Regions from separate parts of the Mus musculus genome. Here regions 2, 3, 4, 5, 6 and 7 are each linked to region 1. Evidence: chromatin contacts called from public promoter capture Hi-C data. All regions are on one chromosome and are shown on one strand. The core of a region is the stretch at or near the end of the contact, and the rest is flanking DNA. Distances in the headings are between cores, read along the strand shown. Region 1 holds the start of Gstk1 (glutathione S-transferase kappa 1). Region 2 holds the start of Dennd11 (DENN domain containing 11). Region 3 holds the start of Ssbp1 (single-stranded DNA binding protein 1). Region 4 holds the start of Tpk1 (thiamine pyrophosphokinase). Region 5 holds the start of Prss58 (protease, serine 58). Region 6 holds the start of Nobox (NOBOX oogenesis homeobox). Region 7 holds the start of Arhgef5 (Rho guanine nucleotide exchange factor (GEF) 5).

What was found. Promoter capture Hi-C pulls out the DNA fragments that hold promoters and counts their contacts. Capture Hi-C pulls out chosen DNA fragments and counts their contacts.
Region 2: a promoter capture Hi-C map of liver shows a contact between it and region 1, with 5 times the contacts expected there. The contact joins the promoter of Dennd11 here to the promoter of Gstk1 in region 1. A contact is called at or near these places in 4 of 39 promoter capture datasets (cranial neural crest, hippocampal neurons, liver and 1 more) and 2 of 9 other capture datasets (adipose tissue and liver).
Region 3: a promoter capture Hi-C map of pre-B cells shows a contact between it and region 1, with 5 times the contacts expected there. The contact joins the promoter of Ssbp1 here to the promoter of Gstk1 in region 1. A contact is called at or near these places in 7 of 39 promoter capture datasets (erythroid cells, hematopoietic stem and progenitor cells, hippocampal neurons and 3 more) and 1 of 115 datasets of contacts at active chromatin or transcription factors (large pre-B cells).
Region 4: a promoter capture Hi-C map of liver shows a contact between it and region 1, with 6 times the contacts expected there. The contact joins the promoter of Tpk1 here to the promoter of Gstk1 in region 1. A contact is called at or near these places in 2 of 39 promoter capture datasets (liver and pre-B cells), 1 of 484 Hi-C or Micro-C datasets (CD8 T cells), 1 of 115 datasets of contacts at active chromatin or transcription factors (astrocytes) and 1 of 9 other capture datasets (liver).
Region 5: a promoter capture Hi-C map of pre-B cells shows a contact between it and region 1, with 4 times the contacts expected there. The contact joins the promoter of Prss58 here to the promoter of Gstk1 in region 1. A contact is called at or near these places in 4 of 39 promoter capture datasets (the C10 cell line, liver and pre-B cells).
Region 6: a promoter capture Hi-C map of hippocampal neurons shows a contact between it and region 1, with 5 times the contacts expected there. The contact joins the promoter of Nobox here to the promoter of Gstk1 in region 1. A contact is called at or near these places in 3 of 39 promoter capture datasets (the 3T3-L1 cell line and hippocampal neurons) and 1 of 484 Hi-C or Micro-C datasets (cerebral cortex).
Region 7: a promoter capture Hi-C map of embryonic stem cells shows a contact between it and region 1, with 6 read pairs. The contact joins the promoter of Arhgef5 here to the promoter of Gstk1 in region 1. A contact is called at or near these places in 4 of 39 promoter capture datasets (the 3T3-L1 cell line, embryonic stem cells and liver) and 1 of 115 datasets of contacts at active chromatin or transcription factors (pancreatic cancer cells).

What each region holds. Positions count from the first base shown.
Region 1 is chr6:42,244,460-42,247,621 of GRCm38.p6, forward strand. Gstk1 (glutathione S-transferase kappa 1) reads left to right here and starts at 1,476. Exons shown (of 8, transcript NM_029555.2): 1 at 1,476-1,634; 2 at 2,091-2,172; 3 at 2,352-2,480; 4 at 3,025-3,125. The coding sequence starts at 1,563.
Region 2 is chr6:40,434,594-40,437,755 of GRCm38.p6, forward strand. Dennd11 (DENN domain containing 11) reads right to left here and starts at 1,542. Exons shown (of 9, transcript NM_001356375.1): 1 at 1,265-1,542. The coding sequence starts at 1,532. It also overlaps a transcript of Wee2 not described here.
Region 3 is chr6:40,469,922-40,473,083 of GRCm38.p6, forward strand. It overlaps Ssbp1 (single-stranded DNA binding protein 1), which reads left to right and starts at 1,494. Exons shown (of 6, transcript NM_028358.2): 1 at 1,494-1,538; 2 at 2,150-2,212. The coding sequence starts at 2,189.
Region 4 is chr6:43,664,848-43,668,009 of GRCm38.p6, forward strand. Tpk1 (thiamine pyrophosphokinase) reads right to left here and starts at 1,431. Exons shown (of 9, transcript NM_013861.4): 1 at 1,289-1,431; 2 at 913-970. The coding sequence starts at 955.
Region 5 is chr6:40,898,733-40,901,894 of GRCm38.p6, forward strand. Prss58 (protease, serine 58) reads right to left here and starts at 1,655. Exons shown (of 6, transcript NM_175020.3): 1 at 1,540-1,655; 2 at 1,322-1,406. The coding sequence starts at 1,361. It also overlaps Tcrb.
Region 6 is chr6:43,308,078-43,311,239 of GRCm38.p6, forward strand. It overlaps Nobox (NOBOX oogenesis homeobox), which reads right to left and starts at 1,477. Exons shown (of 9, transcript NM_130869.3): 1 at 1,413-1,477. The coding sequence starts at 1,449.
Region 7 is chr6:43,264,112-43,267,273 of GRCm38.p6, forward strand. Arhgef5 (Rho guanine nucleotide exchange factor (GEF) 5) reads left to right here and starts at 1,533. Exons shown (of 15, transcript NM_133674.1): 1 at 1,533-1,632.

The DNA of each region.
Region 1 (3,162 bases), core at 226-2,725:
TCCCAACAAGCTGCTGGGTTTCATCCAATTATAAGCATCTAAGTTTAACGAACCACAGGTAGTCAACCATCAGAAGATCACGTCTTAGTACCACCAACTCCTCACCATGACCAGTTATTTCTGAGCCTTAATCACTTTTTCTGTCTGTAAATATTAAACGCCCACATTGCAGAGTGGCACTCTTTGAACCTCTCCTGATGCTACCTAATGTCTGAAGTGTTCTTTGCTAAAGGTACTCTAAGTTGTCTAAAGCTTTCTTTTAACACTAGCTATTACTCTCAGCAATATAATGGTGTAAGAAAATAAAAGTAAGTACATTTTTAACCTGTCAGTATGTGATGTGCGTATGTTTGAATATTACAATGTGGGCACCCCACATGAGGAGGTCTTTCCTTGTTGTCCACCTTGTTTAATCAAGGTTCTGAATATACAGCAGTATTATGTATGCTAAGATAAGTGGCCAGGGAGCTTCCAAGGACTCTCTTGTCTCTACCTCCTATCTCATAGTAGGAACACTGGGATTACAGATTAATGCTACTAAACACAGCATCATGTGTACTCTGAAGATCAAAAATCAGGTCAACACAGTTGCACCATTGACCCACTAAACCCCCTCCACAGACGAAAAGGGAATATATTTTTGTTTTTCCCCCCATATCATCTATAATACCAAAACTTTTAATAATAAATGATAACAATAGTATATGGTTCCAGGATATACAAAGCAACATATCAAGACCCCACCCCACTCCCCCAAAAACCCTAAATAAATGAATAATACTAGTAGCAGATGAAGTCCTGTGCCTTCCCTCTTGGGATGTAAGTCATCCTTTTGTTTAGTGTGTCCACACTGTATATATTACCTACCTCCATTTCTGTGACCACCTCCGTTATCAGATCAAGTGCTGTACTGATGAAATACTTATGTTCAAGTAACATTTTTATTATAATAAGGCACAAATTTTAGTGTGGCATGTTATGGTTCTTCTAGCATTCATCACTAATGTGCCTAATTTATAAGTTATAATTTACTGTGTGTAGAAAAAAAACATAATATGTAGAGTTTCATCTACAGTTTCAGGCATCCCCTGGGTGTGCTGTAATGTATAGAATGAAGATTTTTTAAAAGACCACTATGTCAACTGTCAAATTCATTCTAAACATTGTTCTTATCTCTGAGAAAGTGAATACAATAAAAGATGCAATTCGGAACTTCCATATTGCCGGTCTTTAAACGTCATCCAACGCAAATTTGGATCCTTGTGTATTGCCTTCTTGCTTGAGGGACAAAGTTCTAGAGCTGGCTGCACACACTTGAGATCCTTCTCTGGATCTGACCTTCCCCTTTATCTCAGACTCCGCCTTCCTCATCCGCTCTTGGTCTACCCGTGTACACCCCTGGGCCAGCCCTATAGGGCGGGGCCTCTCCCGGAGACTGCGCACTAGGGCCCTTAGCAGACCCGCCTGCAATTCGCGGACTACGATTGGCTGCTTGCTCTTCAGCTACCTAAAGCTCTTCGGCAGCCCAAGGCTTCAAGTTCACTTTCTCTCACCACTGTAGAATGGGGCCGGCGCCGCGCATCCTGGAACTCTTCTACGACGTGCTGTCCCCGTACTCCTGGCTGGGCTTTGAGGTGACACGGGGGAGCCGCCCGGGTTGTGGTCTGCGAGGCGAGTGCACAGTGGGGCACTGATCACCGGGCTGCAGAAATTCCAGTGGATGCCCTCAGGGTTAGCACAGGGTTCAGGTTCAAGTTCACTTTGTGCCTTTAAACGGACCGAGACTCCGCCAAGTAGGGTCCTGATCCTAAGGTCAAATATTCTCTTTCCACAGACCCTAGAAAGAACAGAGGCAACTCCAATGAAGCTAGGTCAAGTTCGGGGAGGGGGATCAGGGGCGCTAGGATGCTCTACGGGATGAAAACCGTACACTGGAGTAAGCATTCTGGTATCTATTTCAAAGAACTGAGAGTTTTGTCCTATTAAACCAACCAGTTCAGTGTGAAGTCCCCATCTCTGTCCAGCACTTAGAGGCAGAAGACAGCCCTCAAATGCCACACAAGCTCCCCTTCTTATCTCTGCACTTGTAGGTCCTATGCAGATACCAACACCTCTGGAATATAAAGCTGCAGTTGCGGCCCACTTTAATCGCTGGGATCATGAAAGACAGCGGTAAGCATGAAGAAGCTCCACCTCTCTGGGCAAGGAGGGTTGCTTTCTGTGGCCTGAGGGGCCTGTCCTGCACTGAGTATGCAGACCTCAGCCTAAACTAGTAGTTTGCTTTCTACTGGAGAGGTTCCAGTAGACCCTCATGTCCTCTCTCACCAGTTGTCTTAACTCTCCACTGCCAGGAAACCAACCACCTGCTATGGTTCCCCGAAAAGGCCAGTACATCTTCAAAGAGATTCCTCTCCTGAAGCAGTTCTTCCAGGTTCCCCTCAACATACCCAAGGATTTCTTTGGTGAGACTGTGAAGAAAGGTGAGGAGGAGGATGAAGAGAAGACTCGGCAGTTAAGAGCACCGGCTGCTCTTCCAGAGGACCTAATTTAATTCCCAGCACCCACAATGGTGGGTCACAACCACCTATAACTCCAGTTTCAGAGGAAACAGAAATAAATAAGTGAAGAGGGTCAGAAACACTGGGGAATGTAGTGGAGAGCAGTCCAGCTGAGGCTTTCATAGGATATCAAGAAATAAAACATGCTTGTGTGGGGAACCCAGCATCAGCTAGCCAAAAGAGAGGGATGGGAGAAGCAAGAACTGCATAGAGTAAATCCATTATGAGAAACTGGAATTAAAGACTGCAGGTGACGGAGCTTGGGGGAGTGTCTGAAAGAAGGATGAGCTTGGGGGCGTGTCTGAAGGAAGGATGAGCTTGGAGGCGTGTCTGAAGGAAGGATGAGCTTGGGGGCGTGTCTGAAGGAAGGATGAGCTTGGGGGCGTGTCTGAAGGAAGGATGACACGGTCCTCCATCAGGACAAAAGGAATAGGAATCTTAGCTCTACATGCCTCTGCCCCCACAGGAAGTATAAATGCCATGCGCTTCCTCACCACTGTAAGCATGGAGCAACCAGAGATGCTGGAGAAGGTGTCCAGAGAGATATGGATGCGTGTATGGTCTCGAGTAAGGGCTAAACTCTGAATCCTGGAGGGAGGGGACG
Region 2 (3,162 bases), core at 292-2,791, 1.8 Mb before region 1:
GCACAAATCCTGACTGTATGAGTCAGGGCAGTATGTGTGATGACCATTAATAAGCACGGAGGGGGCCAATACTGAGTTTCCTATCAGGAAACTCGGGCTTCCCTTAGTTTGAATGTTCTGGTTGTGATGCAAATTTAATTCGATATGGCAGGTTAAAGTCAGAAAAGTTTGAAAGACTGTGGGATAAGGCAACAAGTAGACGGGATGGGGGTGGGGGCTGAGTTCTTCCCACAAGTCCTGCCGCTAGGAATAGGGCATTCGCCTTTGTAAGGAGCCTGTTTGCTGGCTCAGAATCGTTGACCATGGTTAAGCCACCCACCCTAGAAGCCACCAGCATCCATCATCTCTGAAGTACCTGGCACATAATCCTATTTCTTCTTCCTAGCCCATCCATCCTCTCAGGGTTGGAAGACTGGCTGGGAACTTCCAGAAGGAAGAAAACCATCCTTCCCTCACAAACACCAGCTCCTCACGCTAGCAGCTCAAAGGAGAAATCGAGGAAGAAGCATCCGAGCATTCCTCTTCCTCAAATAAGCAGCTGGGGGATTCCAATGCCTTAAGCTGGAGCCCACAGCCATTCGTTCACTTTTATCCCCTCGCGGAACCGCCTACTGTTGCAACGCACTCCCCACCCCGGAGTGGGTGGCTAGGGTAGAGACGGTGTGACACAGCCAGTGAGTCTTCCCAGAAAGGCAGCCTGCCAGCGAAAGCTTCTCCAGCCCCATCCCCTAACGCTCTCACGTTAATTCCTAAAAATGAAGCCTTCGGAGAAAGTGAACTAGGCGGCTGGGAAAGTTACGGCGCAGGGAGCAATCCGGAGCAAGGGCAGGCGCAGAGCAGGGTCGTTCTGAACCCTCGTGGGAGGCGACGTACGCGGGAGGGGGGGGGGTGTCTTCCTCTCGGCGTCTATAAGAACCTTTCAGCCCAGCAGGAAAACAGAGAAAACAAAAGCCAATGTGCCCGCTGCCGCAAACCAATCCTCCCGCACTGAAGCGGAGCAAATAGGAGAGCGGCGACTAGGCGGCGGAGCGGAGCTGAGAGCGGCGGCGGGACGGAGCAGGGGGCGGAACAAAGCCCCCGGGATCCCTCGGCTCCAGTCTGGAGACACAGCGCCCCCGTGCCCCGGGACCCCCGGGCAGGGAGGGATGCAGGTGTGTGGGTGCGAGTGCGTGCGCAGCGAGTCCCTCCCCCGCGCCCCCGAAACCCAGTGTGCAGTCTCCCCCACCGCCCCCCCCCAATCCTTCCATCCCTAAGTGGCTCTCACCGGAGCGAGGATCGAAGGTGACCACGAACACGGCCACCACCTGGTCCTCCTCTACGTCGCCTAGCTCTAGGCGCCCCGGCTGCAGCAGCACTTCGGGGGGAGCTGGCTCGTCGGGTTCCCGCCTTCGGGGCGCCTCCGCGGCCACTCGGCCCTCCCCACTGCCGCCCCGGACCCATCCTCCAGCTTGCAGCGCGGGGTCCTGCGGCACAGAGACCGCGGGGCCCTCGGCCCAGCGCAGCAGCGGCGCCGCGTCTCCCTGCTCCACCATGGCGAGGCGAGGCGGAGCCGGGGCGCGAGGGGCGGGGCAGGCTGCGGGCACTCCCCTCCGGGCCTGCCCGCCCTGCCGCTTTCTGCGGTGCGGAGGCTCTCTGGGTGCCCGCTGGGCTTGGCCACACCTGCCCCTGCTCGGACACCAGCGCACTTGCTTGGTCCCGGAGCTCTGGAAGGTGGCCCGCACGGGTTCAGCGCCCCGTGGCCTGGTCCGGGCTTCAGCTCTGCATCTCTGTATGTGGGTGCTCTTGATCCATAGTGTAGGGTGCAGGACGCGCATCCCTTAGTCTGTCACCTGCGCGTGGGTTGAAGAGCCTTCCCAACTAGGATTCCACTGTGAATTTTTGAACGTCACCATTATGGAGCGGAGCACATATATTATATAATCCCGAGAGCTTGGTGAAAACTGCCTCCAAGTCAGGAAGTGAAGCAGAGGACATCCCAAGTGTTTCAAATACACACACAAATCAAGATCAAAAGGACTGTAAGGTTGCCATTGGGCATTTAACTTTATTTATATAACAGGCTGGTCGAGATAGTGATCATTAATTTATTTCCTTGCATATATGCAGTTTGGAGATATTAAGCTGGAGGGCTGGGGTGGGGGTGGGGGGCATTCTACATTAAAATAAGCAGGAAAAAGTGAGTAGGAAAGCAGCCCTTAAGCCTGTCTGTGGCTTTGGTAAGTAAGGATTGCCAATGAATTCCCTCTGAATATTTACAAATAAAAATTTGAATTTCTCAGTTCTTGGAAGGGGGTAAATCTGGTGACTAACTTAGAGGTATGCATAAGAAATATCCATTAAAATTATGAAAAAAATAAGATAGCAAGAGACAATTATTTTTAGATAGAATTCACCTCATGTTTCTGACAAGGACTTGGTAAAATTTTTGTGTTACCTGTTAACTCCAGGGACTTTGTGAAGCCCAGGTCTCCCTGCTTTGATCCTGTTCCCAAGAGGATCATCAATGACTGCCTACCCACAGCTGCTGCTAGTTCCAAATATGTGACTCACGCCTTAACAGTAAAACGTTTTACCAAAAAGTAGTGATTGCTGTCATCATCATTAGTTAGTTCACCCTAACCCCCATCCCCTAAAGACATGTTAAGTGACTACCTCACTCAATTAATGGAGTAATTACTGAAATGGGAGTCTGGGGAATGTACAGTCCAAGCCAGGGCTAGGGCACAATCCAGTTTAAATTCAAGGGCACATCTGCTTGAGTTTTGCACAAACTCTGAAGGCCAGACAACAAAGCCCACTACTTCAGAAACTGAGGCACAGCCAAAGCTGAAGTTGAGAAGTACAAGATTCTATTTTTAGATACAAAACTCGGTTGATAGATAATCCTTAACCACTTTCCAAAGTCACCGGTTTTAGGGCAAATGGGTTGGTCGGTTCTTTCTTTTCTTTTTCTTTCTTCCTTCCTTCCTTCCTTCCTTTCTCTTTTTTAATAGTTGTGTTGTTTGTTTTTGGTGTTTTTCTTCTTGTTTTTGTTTTGTTTTGTTTGAGGCACTTTCTCTATGTAGTCCTGGCTGTCCTGGGACTCTCTCTATAGACCAGGCTAGCCTGGAACTCAGAGATCCTCCTGCCTTTGCCTCCCAAATGCTGGGATTAAAGGTGTGG
Region 3 (3,162 bases), core at 244-2,743, 1.8 Mb before region 1:
TGTCCAATTCAGTGCCTCGTTATTTCAGGAAATCAACTTTGTAAAGGTAAAAGTACAGGGAAGTAAACATCTATAAAGGCGTCACTAGTGAGCCAGACAATAATTCAGACCCCCCCCCCTCCTAAAATCAGAAAGAATGGACCTTAGGAGGCAGTGTGTCTGTTTGAATGGTTTGGAGTTCCCTTCTGTCTAACACTGGAGCCCCACTGAATCTTGTTGCCTTGGGTTCCTTAATTTGTAGGATTCATAAGTGCGTTACTTCACTAGGGCCAGGATTAGGGTAAACAACATAGGATTTAGAGGAGCAAAAGAAAGTCAGCAATCAAAAGAAAAGATGTCTCAATGCAGTATTTTGGAAATGTTAAAACTAAGAAATTTTACTATGAACATGATATTACCAAATACAAGATCAACAAGCTTAAGTTACTTGAGATTGTTTAAGACTGTCACTGAGTGCTGGATGTGATGGCACATGCCTTTAATCACAGCACTAGGGAGGTAGATGCAGCAAGGGGAATCTCTGGGAGTTAGAGACAAGCCTGGTCTGGTCTACATGAGATCCAAGTTTCAGGCCAGCCAGGGATACACAGCGAGACAGTGTCTTTTTTCTTTTCTCTTTCTCTCTCTCTCTCTCTCTCTCTCTCTCTCTCTCTCTCTCTCTCTTTCTTTCTTTTAAGCTTTTCCATCTAGAATAACTGCCAAAGATGTAGAATTGAAACACAAAATGAAAAAAAAAAATCTAAAAAATACTGATCAGTTTCTTTCTATAAAAGTAAAATCTTAATTACACTTTGCTTTAAAATAAAGCAACGTTTTGACTTTTAACACTTCTTCAAAATGTTTTGGAATTTCATAAACTTTTAATGTTTTAGGGAAAACATATATACAAATACATAATATAAGGGCGCATTTCTCTTGTGCCTTAGGCACAGTTTGGGACCGGTACTTAATAAAGATGTTAAAAATTTTGCTCCTCACGTGTTTCTTGAATTTTTTGACTTAACATGTTAACATATCTAGATCACCGAGGTTTTGACAGCAATTAATTCTTCAGTCTTACTGCATTAGGAGACTTGTGTCGGTTTTAGTTCCTCCAGGGGCTCAAATATGTTTTATTTCACCTACCTCACTCCCTTTCCCAGGCTGGGAACATCAAATAATTTCAATTTAGGGCTGGGAATAGAGTTCTGGCCAGAGTTTGGTTAGCCAGTGCGGGGCCACTACCGGAGCGAGGGTGGAGATCAGGAAAAACAAAACAAAACAAAAAACCCCAACAACCAAACTAAACCAAACCAAACAACAAAAAAACAAAACCAAAATCGTAAAACTACCCACAGGTGGCATCGTTGATCCGCCCACTTCCGCCTGGACAGAAGTTCCTGGCACTTCTAAATTGAGGGGTCGTGTTTCCGGCGACATCAGCCGGCGGCATTTCAACGACGCACTTCAGAGATTTCCTGTCTTTCCTTGCATCTCGCGAGCTTTGCGGGCTCCGTGCGCCGGAAGCGAGCCGCTGGCGGTCGGGCTCTGCGTGTCCGGTGAGGGAGGGGAGAAGGCTGGCACGAAGTTGTGTTTCCCGAGTGCACGGGCGCGTGCGGGGCTCGGGAGGAGTTGTGCGGCTCCTCGCTGGAGTCCGAGTGTCCCCCGCCGTTCCCTGTGCTGCTCGCGAGCGCCACTTTGGGGGAAGAGCAGCCTCTTGCCCCCGCGGCGAGGCTGGGGAGCCGGGCTTACTCAGCGCTAACGGGGACGAAGGCACTGATTTGCGTCCTTTCGGAGTAGCGTTTACTGTGCCCGCACTGTTTGTAGAGACAGTTTTAGGGGTCTAGAATAACAGAACAAGTTGGAAAAAAAAATGTCCGAGACAACTTCTATTGTAAAGAAATCTAGCAGACAATGGATTGCAAGTGAGAACAGGTTTTTCCCCTCTTTTCTGCTGGTTGAGACCCAGAACCACAGAGTTTCTTTTGTCTCGCTCAGTTTTTGTTTTCAAAAAGAAAGGAACTCCCCACACGTGCAAAAAATGCGGTTGCAAATTGGGTGCACGAGAAGCTGGACGCGCTTAGGATTTAGGACTAGAGAGCATGTGTGTTCTTGATGGATACTGTAGTTTCTTGATTTATCATTTTTCTCTTTTCTTTCTTTCCTTTAGGAAAAGCCTAAAGATTAGGTTGTAAGAAAAACAGAAGCCATGTTTCGAAGACCTGTGTTACAGGTAGTCACTTTTCTACATTAGTGAGTGCTCCAACCGTGTTTCCATAGTCTATAGCCATGTTTTGTTTTGTTGCTTTTCGATTTTGCATACATAAGCACGAGATTCTTACGCCTATCCAGCGTGTTCTATGTGTTTATTTGATGTGGGAGATTCAGAAGGGATTTTGTGTGTGTGTGTGTTTATGTGTGTGTGAAGCTCATAATGTTTACTGAATCAAAAATGATTTTTAAAGTGTATTCGCATATGTAGTACACCTCATGAATTTAATTTAGTAAATATTTGTTACCAGTGCTTAGATCAGAGTATTCATTTAATTATGTAAGTTATTATTATCATTTTTGTTTTGCTGTTTTTGAGACAGCCACTCATAGTTAAGACTATCTTGAGACTCACTGTTAGGCTGAGATGACCAAGAACCTTCCTCCTCCTGCTTCTACTTTGTCACCGATGGTATTTCAGGCCTGCCCCATCGCACCTGATTTCTTCTAACCTTGTCCCATATGGCTCTGGTCTTTTATGACCTTCTGGCCCCTCTCCTCCCCACTCCCATCTTGCTATCCAGAGAGCAGAGCTCACTTCTTGCCACAAATTCATGACCATTCTGCAATCTAGTCGGGTGTCCTCTACTCTAGCCAGCCTTAAGCAGGCCTTAATTACCATTTTTCCTCAGTGTGGCACGTGGGTACCAAGTCTTGTAAATTCTCCTAATGTAAAATCTATTACTTTTCTTCTCCTCTTAAGACTAATGAGTCAAATTCGTTATAAAAGTCTGTTGTCTTCCCCATCCTACTCTTAAGTTGGTCTATCCTTAGCTCCTTACTGTAATCCACACATACTCTGAGCCTTTTAAAATTGAAGTTATACTATAGTATCTTTTTAAACCAAATGGGAAGTAAGTTTGCATTTTGAGGGTATTGAAATAATCCTCTCCCTATTTCTTCTTTTCTACT
Region 4 (3,162 bases), core at 181-2,680, 1.4 Mb after region 1:
CAGAGACATGGCATAGTAGCTAATGCGTATAATCCTATATCTAGAGAGGTAGCCCCAGAAAGATACCTGGGGTCCCTATCCAGTTGGCCAGCTGGCCAGCCTAGCCTAATCAATTATTTCCAGGTCAGTGAGAAACTCAGAAACAAAGTGGATGACAGCACCTGAGGAATGACACCCCAGAATGACATCTGACCCCCATATGCATATGCGCACATGTACCTACACAAACATCCATAGATAAAAAGTGTAACTTGAAAATTAAATACAACTAACTAGCCTTACAATTTATCACTGTAGTCAAATTACATAAGAATAAATGCTACTAATAAAACTCATTCCACATGTCATCATGTGAAGTACAATAACTTCAAAGTTTGAGAAATAAAAATCCTATGGGCTGGGTAATCAGTTTACTGATAAGTGTATCTTACCTAGCATTTTCAAGGCTCTGGACTCAATCCCCAGCACCAAGTTTTATAATAAAAATTAAAAGCCTTAGGGTTAAAACTTCAAGACACTGTATGTAACCATGTACTGATCTTGTACTAAGTTCAGGTACTTTCAAGATGATTAGAAACGTCCCTGACAGACAGCTATGGACATCCCTCACGTTCCCAGTGTCAAATGTTCCACGGTTGGATATGTGTGTTTGGCATGTTGGTTGTTTACTCTTGGAATATCAGGTAGAGGATACAAACTGTATCAACTCGCTCAGTCCTCACAAAAGTTCTACAGGGCAAAGACTAAATATTTATGTTCACTTTCCAAACAGGGAAACAGAGGCACAGGTGTGGTTGCTAACTTGCGCACAGGAAAAAGGAAATGGAGTTTTCGGTTAAGGCCTTCAGGGTAGGAATGAGGTCCCTCTGCGGGGCTCGTGCTGACACTGTAGCATGGTAAAGAATACGGTACCCGTAGGTAGCAGGGGTTCCAACGGGGTAAAGGCATGCTCCATAGCGGGGAATGGATTCTGTATGGAAAACAAAATAAGTCCCAAGTTATTTCCCAAACGTAATTCTGCGACAGGAGTAAGCATCCCGCAGCAGGCACTTTGGACCCGGCACTACGGGAGGCCAGGAAGGTGCAGCGGTGGGCGGGGGAAAGTCCCAGGCAGAGGCTGGAGAACCTGGAATCTCAAGCGAGCTCCAGGCTCCAGCTCCGGCCACTGCCTCTATTCACCCAGACGCCCCAGCTTCCATCCGGGGACTGGCGGCGAGGGGCGGCCTCCCTCGCTCCCTCTTTCCCGCGCCCCCGCCCCGCCAGCCCGCGCCGGCAGCCGCGCACTTACACAATGGCGGGTGGAGCCACGAGCGACGCGAGCGAGGGCTGCGGGAGTGACGGATCGAAAGCTCGGCGCTCGGCTGCGGAGCCTGGGGCGCGCCGCGCGTTCGCGGGAGAGGGCTTCGTGCGCGAGCACAGAGCCCCGCCTCTTCCGGAGGGGCCCCTGGCTGCCGCCTGCGTAGCTTCTAGCAACCGCGGGGTGCTTAGTACCAGCCTGCTGTGCTCAGTTCCCTGCACAGTGGAGAATTCCATCCACCTTCGCCCATCTGTTACACCCAGTCCACTGAGTCCACCTTCTCTTTCATCTTCTGCTTCCCGTGCTTTGCACAAACAGTGCTTTGTAAACATACCAATGGGAACCCTTTAAAATAAATCACCACGTTGTAGGAATGCAGCTTTTTTTTTTTTTTTTAGCAAAGCCAAAGAACCAAAATTTCACCACCACCATCTCTAAGCCAGCATAGATGAGGACTCAAAAATTCTGAGAACCTGTAGGTCTCCTGCTGGCCCAGAAATAACAGAGACCCATCCCTGCGTTTAAAAACCAGTTCCAGGTATACCGAGCTAGCCTCAAAAATCACTGTGTAGCGAAAGATGACTTCATTCATCTGGTCCTCCTGTTTCTTCCTTCTAAGTACTGCTCTTTCAATCATGACTACTATGTCAAGTTAATGTGGCTGGTGCTGGGTATCCAGCTAGTCAAACATTCTAACTGATGAACTTCCCCTTCCCCAGTCGGGTAATAGGTAAGTCCTTTTTAATCTTTTTAACTCAAACATCCATTTCTTTCTATTTAAAGATTCCAAATACACTTCCCAAACTTGGGCAATCATTATTCAATTCTTTCCAGTTTTGATGCCAACATTTTAGCTTCTAGCTAGCAGAACATACACTATTTGCCTTTCTTTGACAACTTACTTCACTTGGCAGGCATAATGTCCTCCCGTCCCATCCACATCTCTGTAAATTCCATTATTTCATTATTTTTATTACTGAAGAATGCCATTTCTCTATTACAATATCTTTGCAAAGGAATGCTACTTCAATAAACATAAGAGTACAGAGCATTTGACTGTGTTTTCCATTCTCTTTGGATGTATGCCCAGCAGTGGGATGAGTGAACCATATGGTAGTTCTATCACCTGTTTAGTTAAGGAGTTTCCATTGTGTTTTCCATAGGTCTACGCTAACTTAAACTTCCATTAACCATGATCGAGTTTCTCTTTCTCTGCATCCTTGCCCAGCTTCCTTACTTTCCCTTTGTAAGAATCCTTATCACTGTCCCTCTCTTCCATCTCTCATCTCTCTCATGTTGATATCCTGTTGTGGTTTTATTTTAACTCCCTGGGGATTTGCGATGGCGGGCAGTATTGTTTATGCTTTTTTGGCCATGTATGCATCCTTTCTTGAGACATGGCTATTCAAGTCATTGGCCCACTTCTAATTTAGATTATTTGTTGCCATGGTTGTTTGGAAAAGTTGTTAGATCTCAAACCCATGACAAAGAGCCAACATGGACCTGGTTGTCAGGTTCCCTCTGCATTGCTCAGTTCCTAGCTGTTTCAGGGTACGGATGGCATACCCCACCTCCTACTCTAAATGTCTCCAGCCCTTCCCATATAATCCAGCCATTTTGCATACCTGGTCCTTTTGTTTACCATCTCCTCTCCTGCCTCTCCCTTTTCCCCTCTCCTCACAAGTGTCAGCTCAGACTTCTTCCAGTTGTCCCCAACTCTGGCTGTGCTCTCCCTTTTATCTACAATAAACATTCTCCTTCACCACACCTAGGAGCAGTCATGTCCTTCCCTTTTGTTCCCTTTTTTCATTCACGTTCCTTACACATACTGAAAAAAAAAACAAAAAAACAATACAAATCTTTGT
Region 5 (3,162 bases), core at 405-2,904, 1.3 Mb before region 1:
CTTGTCAGTTATTTGTCATAACAATGGGAATAGTACGTGATACAAAGACTTTCACAAGTTATCTCTCTCTTCCAACAACTGTACCATGAACAATGAAAGCCAGTACCATGACAAGAACAGGGCAAATGCTTTCAGAGTCTAAGGACAACAAGGGAGTAAATAAAAACATCAATTAATGTCATACTAGTATATGCCAGGCTCTGTTTAGGAGTTTGAGTTAGCTTCTGAGTGAAACAGATAGCCATGCTCTTAAACATCTGAATCTGTAAACATATTTAAAAATAATAAACCCAAGTAAATAAAATAGCATGTTGAATAGTGATTAAAGCTGTGGGGATAGAGTTAGGCCAGTTAAAGATGTAAAATACCAGTTGTGTGTGTTGGGGTCTGGGGGTTGTGGGTGGATGTTAGATCAAAAAGTAAAACATCATGCATCAGTGGCCAGGGTTGGGTAACAGCAAAGAGCAAAGTCATGGAGACAGAGGATTTAGATTATCAGATGTGTGGAGCCAGAGATTCCAGAAAGAGGAAACAGCTACAGACAGAATATGAAGTCTAGGTCCTGTCTAAGGAATATCATAGAGGCCAGTGTGGCTGACATGGCATGAGGTAAGTAAGGATGGTGGTGGTAGAGAATAATGTACAAGGGATAGTGCATTTTGTGTGATGTTGGAGTTATGCAAACTTGTATTCTAAGTGGAAGTGGGACCTCTTCAAGATTTAAAGTCATGGCATCATCTTCTTAGAAACCCTGGAAGAAGAACATGTAGAAATGGAGGGAACTATTGGCAAGTAAATGAATATTCCAGTGAAGAGATGCTGGTTTGGAGTATCATGAACAGTAAATGTAGTGAGATGTGATTGGACGTAGGATATATTTAGAAGACAGAACAACTAACATTTTCCTAACACAGTGATCATAGAGTGTGGGGAGCTGAGCCATGTCAAAAGTTTATACCTTTAAGTCTGATGCTGCACTCTTTAGTTGAATTCCTCTTTTAACCTGGGCCTTCTCTTTCCTGTTCCTAGGCCACAATATCTATCATGTTCCAGATAGGTTCAAAATAAGCTCCTAATATGGAATGGATATCTTGTAGATGTGTTAATGTCCACGCCTCCTTCAAAGTACATAAGCAATCAATTTGAAGCGCAGAAGGCAGGTATTCTTATGGGAAGTAACTAAAATTGATATGTGCTGTGGCAGTGCTGAGAGAGAAACAGTCAGGTACTAAGTTTCAAATGATGCCTCTATCATTTTTCTATCTTCCATGCCTTCCCTAGGACTCCTCTGGCAAATAGTGAAAGAAGTGAAGATACTCACGAAGCAGGGTTGAAAGAATGCAGAGGAAGGCTAACTTCATTATGATGTTGAAAGCTGTTTTGAGATGGGTTTTAGCTCAGTGTCTCTGTAAAGCATAAAGACGAGAGAATGAGATAAAATACTGATGAATTACTTCAGCGGTGGGATTTACTTTATGAAAAGCTCTCCCCATCAGAGTATAAAGTGGTGTCAGAGTGAGGAAATTACTTGTAACAAACCTGATCACTCACGCTGTCTAGATCTCAATTTTGTCTTCTTTTGAAGAAGTTACTTAATCCAAGAGAGATGTTCACAAAGTCTCCACAGCCTCCTGCTCTTTGACTTGTGCAGGAAGGCTGCTCTCTGGGCTGCACACATGATGCAGACCCCTCCCACCTCTATGATGATGCCCATCCCATTTGTGTGACTCTGGCATTTATCTGTACTCTGGCACTGACAGTAACCACTTGCTTGGCACTCAGTGTCTCTTTGAAGTACTTTAGTTATCTTCTTTATGACCCAAACCAGGCATCATTTAAAACCATGCAAACCTTACCAGAGCTGGAATATGTGTTTTTGTTGGGTACCCATATATTTAAAGTTTCCATTTCTATCTTCAAGGAGTTCCCAAGCTGGAAGAAGTGATAGTGAAACAAATAGGTGCTACCAAAAGTACCCAGACACAAACACACTGGTATATAGATTAAGTAAATCATATCTGTTAAAATATATGCACCCCAAAATATAAGGAAATATTAAAACTCAACAAGCATCAAGGAACCTGATTTGAATGTGGGTCTAAGATCTGAGCAGGTGGTCCCCTTACTGAGTGTTTTGTCTTCTTGGATTGACAAAATAAATAGCATAGTCTAGTGCCATGAGCAACACACATTAGTCTTCTTATAGATCTGGAGTTTGTAACTCAGTTCTCCAATTACTGACAAATTTGGTGATAGTGGCTGATAGACAGGTACCCTCTTCTGGAGGTTCACTTGGCTTTTCCCATATATGTATATGCACAGCAAAAGGGAGCGAATAGAGTATTATTTTTCTTACAAGAATCTAATACTTAGAGAGTTCCTAAAATATGGAACAGAAATTGCTGAGAAACAAATTTAAAATGTGCAACATCCATAGTCATGAGTAATTAAAATTACTTTGAGATTTTATCTTATTTAAGTCAATGGTCAAGGTAATTAAACAAATGCTAGCACATGCTAGTGAAGATGTGAGAGAAGGGGAGAAGGGGGACACTTACTCATTTCTGATGGGAGTGCAAACTAGTACAGCCACTGTGGAAATCATTGAGGGGGTGCTTCTCAGGCATCTGGTAATGGGTCTGCCTCAATATCTACTTATATCGCTCTTGCGCATATACCTAAAAGACTTTATGACCTACTAGAGAAATACTTGCTCACCCATGTTCATTGCTGCTCTCTTTATAATAGCCAAAAATTGGAAGTAGTACATACATCCTTCAAGTGATGAATGGATAATGAAATGTGGCACATTTACACAATGGAACATTATTCCACTGTTAAGAAAAAGAACCATGAAATATGAAGAAAAATAGATGGAGGTAGAAAAAAAATCCTTCCAAGTGAGGTAACCCCCACCTAAAAAGACAAATACTGCATGTTTTTTTTTCTTATATGAAGATGTTAGTTTTTAAGCTTCCTTTGTATGCTTTAATATGCAGATGTGAGTACCCAGCAAGGGACAGGAGGTAGTGGTCCAAGGAAGGGGAACTAGAATATAGTGTTATAATGAGATAAGGGTAACTAGAATAGGATGATTAAATGGTAAGGGGGATGGGAGGGAAGGATAAATGAGGGAATATGACAAGAACAATTAACATTAAA
Region 6 (3,162 bases), core at 227-2,726, 1.1 Mb after region 1:
CAAATGTAAGCAACGACTGCACCTCTGCGGAGTCTTAATGTGAGAACAGTGGAAAGCTGTGTATACATTTTCTCAAATTTCCCCAGACATCAGAGGTGCAGGCTCAGGCGACAAGCATCTGTTTGATATTTCTAATAGACAACCATTGGGGAGGGGTGAATAGGAAGAGAGAAGCAGGCAGACTGCCATCCTGGCTTTCCTCAGACTAGCCCTGGTTTCAGAAGGGAAGCAAGGCACTGTGGGTTGCAGAGGAGATAAAGCAGGGCCCTGGATCTTCCAGAGCCCAGGCACGAGCGGCAGAGGCCATCAGAGGGGGAATCACATGAATGAATGATGGAGGCTTTACCTTCCCCAATCCTTTCCCCCTCCTAGCCCTCAATCCACGTGTTCTGGTTCCTCCCTCCTCTCCTTCCTTCCGCCCAGTCCCACTCTTCTGCAGGTGAGGAAGCCCTCATCTGGAAGGAAAAAACCCTCCAACCAGCTGCGAAGCTCGCCCTCCCCGCCGCTTAGGCAACTCTTAGAGATGGGCTTGCAGTGGAGCACAGAACCCATTTGACCTCCCCCTCACCCCCATGTACTTCCCCCTAGGTGAAGAAATGCGGGTAGGCTTTAAATAATCAACCCAAGATCACACAGGGATTCGGTCCAGGGGCTCAGTCTACTCTCAGCCACCTCCTGGAATCCAAACGCTTCTCCTAGTTACTTCAAGTACTTATCACAAAAGAAAATTCACCTCAGGGAGTTGCTGTCATTTCCAACGAAACCAGAAACTGTGTAAGTAAACGGTAACTGAAGCCTTTGACTATACCTCTAAAAAAACTTTCTAATAATAGATAAAGCTGGGGGCAAGTCCTGGCCCAGGCGCCTTTTCCAGATGATTCTATATACACCGTAGAACCCTGTCAGAGAGGTGGAGGCGGGGTGCAACCAGAGGGTGAAGGCAGTAATGGTGTCAAGGGTCGCTGGGACAAACACCTTTAATCCCAGCACTTGGGAGGCAGAGGCAGGCGGTCTACAAAGTGAGTTCCAGGACAGCCAGGGCTATACAGAGAAACCCTGTCTCAAAAAACAAACAAACAAACAAACAAACAAACAAACAAAAAGTTTCATAACGGTGATTAACATGTAGCACAGTAATAAGCATGGTACGGAGTAGGCACTCCACAAACATGGACCTTATTCCACTAATGTACCGTAGTGAAAGGGGCGAAGAGTGGGAGAAGCTAGGTTAGAGCGGTTCTTTATCCCCAGCACACCGGAGATGATCCCTCACCAGAAGGATGTGGTTAGGTGACCCCCCTTTCCCATTACCCACAGACCTAAACATGCTCTCGAGGCTGGCCCAGTGAGCAGCAGCCCTCACAGGCTCAGCAAACCGTCCTCACTAAGGCCAATCCCCAATGGGTGCTCACCCTGCATTTTCTTGCAGAGCTTCTCCGTAGGTTCCATGGCCCAGGCTCCCTCTCCTGAGCTCGCCCTGGTACCACAGGCGCGCGGCTTTAATGAAGTCCGTGGGGTGGCCAGGTGTGTGGAGTCTGCACAGGTCATGCAGCGCAGCCGCAGCGGAGCTGGCGCCCCCCAACTCCACCCCCAGGGCGAGGCACCGCACACCTGGGGTGGGGGCTGGGAGAGCCATCCTGCAGTTCCCTGTGAGCCAAGGGTACCAGATACTGGTCAAAGACACCTCCCCAAAGTCGGGGCAGGAGCAGAACAGCAATGGAAGGGGGGATCCCAGGCTAACCCACATCCTAGCACGCAGTGAACGGACATGGTTGTGGCTCCCCTCTTGACCCTTGAATATGAGCCTGTCCTAGCTACTGCTTGCTTCAAGGATTCTTGTGCCTCAAAGTCCTAACTGACTTGAGTAGCCTTAACATACAGATCCAGGGGCAAAGACAGGAATGGAGTTGAAAGTACCCCAGGCCTGGAGGAGACTAAACCTCTCGGATCCCGCACAAGTTTGCAAGTATAGACGAGGTTCAAGCGAGTCCAGGTTTTCTTATTAGGCTTGCCCATTGAATATCAGCTTTCTGGATATTGAACCAGGATAAGAGAGACTCCTGGTTCATGGAATGTTTATTTCTGTTAGGAAAAAAGATAGCAAAATTATACAGTTCTTACTTCTTCTTCAACCGGAGTGGAGTGGGAGGGGGGTGAGGAATGTGAGTGTTGGCCAGATTGAAACAGCTGCGGCAAGCTGGGGGAGGAAGAGCCGCTTCTAACCCGGGCTCACGTGTTTTGATTTTAGTTACTTCCAAGGTTCTGGACACCAGGCATTTTTTTCCTGCCATATTAAACAATCAGCTACCGGGACATTTTCCTGTGTCTAAAGATCATTTTTGAGAGACTTCTGACAGGAGTAGGAGTCTTAGTTATTTCTGCAACATAAAGCTCTAAATTAACTAAAGGCCAGTGAGATGGCTCGGTGGTAAAAATTAAAAAAAAAAAAATGCGCTTGTTTTACAAACCTGAGTTCAGCCCCCAGTGAAATGTTGGAGAGAACCAACTCCTGAAAGGTATCCCTTGACCCCATAGTCTTAGGACGATGGCATGAGCCACCCCCACCCCCCACCCCCCAACTCTTTAAAGAGAATTTTAGGCTCAAAATCCAGTTTCTGGGCTAGAATATCTGCAGCGTTCTGTAAGGCCAGCAGGGTGTGGGCCCAGTGAAGCTGTTCTCTATGGGAAACCCAGCATCATTTGGTTGTGGCTGGAACATTATGGTTTTCTAGTGTAATCATTTAAAGGACAACTACTGTGTACCAGAAACTAGGGCGGAGGGGGGGGGGAAATGCCTGCCTTCCCCACAGCAGCTTATTGGAAGTCACAGATTCTGACAGTAGCTCAGTGGAATGGGCCATGTCAGTACTATATGGTCACTGTCCATTGAGTAGGGGGCAGGCAAGGGGACCTGGAGCAGCAGGAACCACTTCTTAGAAGTGCTGACCCCTTTGCTGAAGCTGTGTGGCTTACCATGTCACAGCCTACCTAAAAATCCACACAGCACGCAAGGCCTCAACCTTGATGTAAGGGCCTTCTTGAGGCTGACTCTCTGTGTTCCACACCCAGGTGTTCAGAGCACGTTGATCGAATGGTTTTGGAATTATTCTGATACCCAGCCATAGACTAGGATTTTGTAATGAATTTGTTTAAAATGCACCT
Region 7 (3,162 bases), core at 283-2,782, 1.0 Mb after region 1:
CAAAGAGGATAGAGACTTAAAGAGCAACAATGTTGCCAGCTCAGAATCAGCACACACCAGGAGGTCAGGCTGTGAGAGCCAGATGAAGAGAAAAGGGAAAGTGAGCTTTCACTGAGGAGAGCCAAGGGCAGCAATGAGAATGCCCAGCTCCCTGTCCACACTAGCTGTGCCCAAGCAGGAGTGCTGACAGACACCAGCAACTTCTGCAGCAGAGGTTAACAAAATGTGTTCACCCACTAGAGATCAGGACTTTCTGAGTCCTTAGGGTTTCTCTCCCAGTCTAGAAGGAACTTTTTGACCAGCTTTAATTTTCAGATTCTCTTCACTCCTTGTTCTATGCCCTTGCTGGGTTTATGAAGCATGCTGGCCTGCCCTTATATGGCCGAATCCTAGACTTGGCATTTCTTATTATTTCCTGTATACTTCACTGCAATTATGAGTGTGTCTAAGCTAGCTAAACTCTTTAAAGTTTAATCCTCCAAAAGAGCATGACGGAACTAGGGCATTTTTTGAACACTGCATTGCTTCGGGACTATCAGAGAGGAGGCCTTTCTCCCTTGGTCATGTTTGATTCTGCAGGGCCTTCCAAACAACTGCTTAGCCTCTTCTGCCAGGGCCAGTGCAGCAGCGGTGGACACAGGGATCAGGGGACAGTCTACCCACAAAAGCTGATTGCAGTTGTGGGCCACAGCATTCCTAAAAGAAAAACAGCCAAAGAGCCTGTTAATTCTCCTGGGGAAAAAGTCATTATGGTACCCCCCAGAGCCAGGAATGGGTTTGGGGAGGGAGCCTGTGGACAGAACATCCAAAGTTCCTGTCATTAGGTAAAGGTGTGTGTGTGTGTGTGTGTGTGTGTGTGTGTGTGTGTGTGTGTATTCTCTCTCCGAATACTGGAAAGAACAGAGGAGGGTCATACAAACTGAGACATAAGATCTTAAAATGAACTCTGGAACATGGTGGCAAACAGAGGCTATCTACAGAAAAGACATAAGAATGTTTCACATGCACCCAGTGAAGAGAGAGAGGAACATGGGAAGGAGAGAGGGGGGTAGAGAGGGAGAGACAAGAGATAGAGAAGCATACAGACAGGAACAGAAGAACTTGTGCAAGAACCCTTTATCTTATGGCAAACACCAAGTAAAGAAACACGCTGACAATCCCAAATCTCAGATGTTCGGAAACATCGAGGGGCAGAAAGTCAGCCGGGTCCGGATGAGCCTCAGTTGGAGACCTGACGAGGACCCACGGAGGAAGAGACACGCAGGGGAGTCTAGGGCCACGCCGGACACCGGCGAGTCCCGTGCCCAGTTCTCTCCTGCGGCTCCTTGGTGACTCCTGCCTGGGTTCTGCCCCTGGACGGCCACGGCCTGCCGGTGCTGTGGGTAGAGCTCAATCCCGCGGAGCTCGCTCTTCCCAGCTCTGCCCGGAGCTGCCCCTCCCCCGGGAAGGTGTGTCCCTGTTTCCTCACCTGAAACTTCCTTGGGAGAAGCCGGTCCCTCCCTCCCGTCCGGCGGCAGGGGCGGGCCGCGGGTGGGGCGCCGGGGCGGCCTGGCCTGGCTGGGGACCGCGGCGGGCGCCCGGACCTGGAGGGGACTCTCGGGCCAGCCCGGGGCAGCATGTGACTCCGACCAGGTGGGTGCTCTCTTCTCTTCTGAGCCCCGGACTCTGGGTGGTCGTGGAGCCGGGTGGAGGTAAGGCAGGGGCGGGAAAGAAGAGAGAACTAGGCCTCCCCCGGGACCAGTCCCGGCCAGGTCCCGGGGCGCAGACTCCGGAAATGGGGGGCTGGGCCAGTGGGCCGGGCTCCGAGTGAGGGGCTGAGTACCTGGTCGGGACCGGGAAGGGAGCTGGAAGGAATGGCCTCCTGGCAAACTTTGCTTTCCAACCAGGTCTGAGCCTTGGAAATGGGCACCCTGCCCCGCAATGTTCCCGGGCCAATAATCAGAACTTTTTTCCACCCGGAAAGTCGGGGCCCTGGGGAAAGCTAACTCCTATGATAAAGAATTCTTGAGATTCAGTTTCTAGACGGTTCCTTACCTGGAAGTGTCTTTTTTTTTTCTTTTGTAACCAGGCCTGGGCCTTGCTTCGTTATCTTCGCGGCATTTACATGCCTACGTATGTGTGAATCTATGTACACACCTCTCTCTCCGCTGTTAACTAAGGCTCTGAAATCTGAATCAGGGATCCTTGCCCTGAGTTCCCTCTCCCCCATTTACCTGTGTATAGGGAGTTTCTTGTTGGCCTCGGCACAAGGTTCTAAGGAACGTGTAAGAGAGCTATTCGGAATATCGCGGTGCGGTAGCCCATTTTCAGAGCCCTAGTTTGGGGCATCTTCTATAAATGCCTTTTTCCAGAACTGATCCGGGAGAGCTAGCCCTAGAGCCTCAGTTTTCAAGTCTTCTTCCCCTCCCCCTTTCCTGGATCTTGGGTTCTCTGGACAATCTTGTCCTCCTGTCGGCCTAGCAGTGAACTCTGGCCAGCGCTGTGTCAGACTGAGGGGGAAGGGCACACCAAACTGGAGAGTTGAGAGGGTGGTTTTCCTTTCAGCTTCCTTCCTCCCTTGCTCTCCCACTGTGCTCTCAGCTTTACTTCAAAAGCACCAAGTCCCAGAGAAACAGCCCCCAGTGTGGCCTCTTCCCACACTTCCTGCTTTATCTACACCTGGGGTATGCAAGCTTCTGGCTCTATCAAAACAGTCATCATTTGTTAACCAGTCCTCGGGTCTAAGACAGAACCCATGGACCTTAAAAGGACTTGGAGGGGACAAGGGGGAGGCTGAGTAGAGGACAGACAGCTTCTAAATTCTAAGTTTGTGGTAAAAGAGAGATGTAAGCATTGGGAGGGACAAGTCAGAAGGAATGTGAAGGGGTACCTCTTTTCAAAAGAATACAGAAATTGAAGATGTAGCCAAAGTTTTCATATATCTGTTTTCCCTGGAGGGTATGGCTGCCCATAATGTGGTTTGTCTGAAGTTGTGTGTGGTCACGTTATGGACTTGCCTGTCTTTGGGATAGACGTCATTTGTGGTGTCTGGAATAGTCACTTACCCTGGTGTGGACAGAAGTGCGATCTCCTGAGATAATGTTGTAGAGAATGGTATAGACACAAACAGGTGTTAGCCTGTGTTGTAAACAGGACCCTGTACCTGCAATGTGTGTAGAGTAA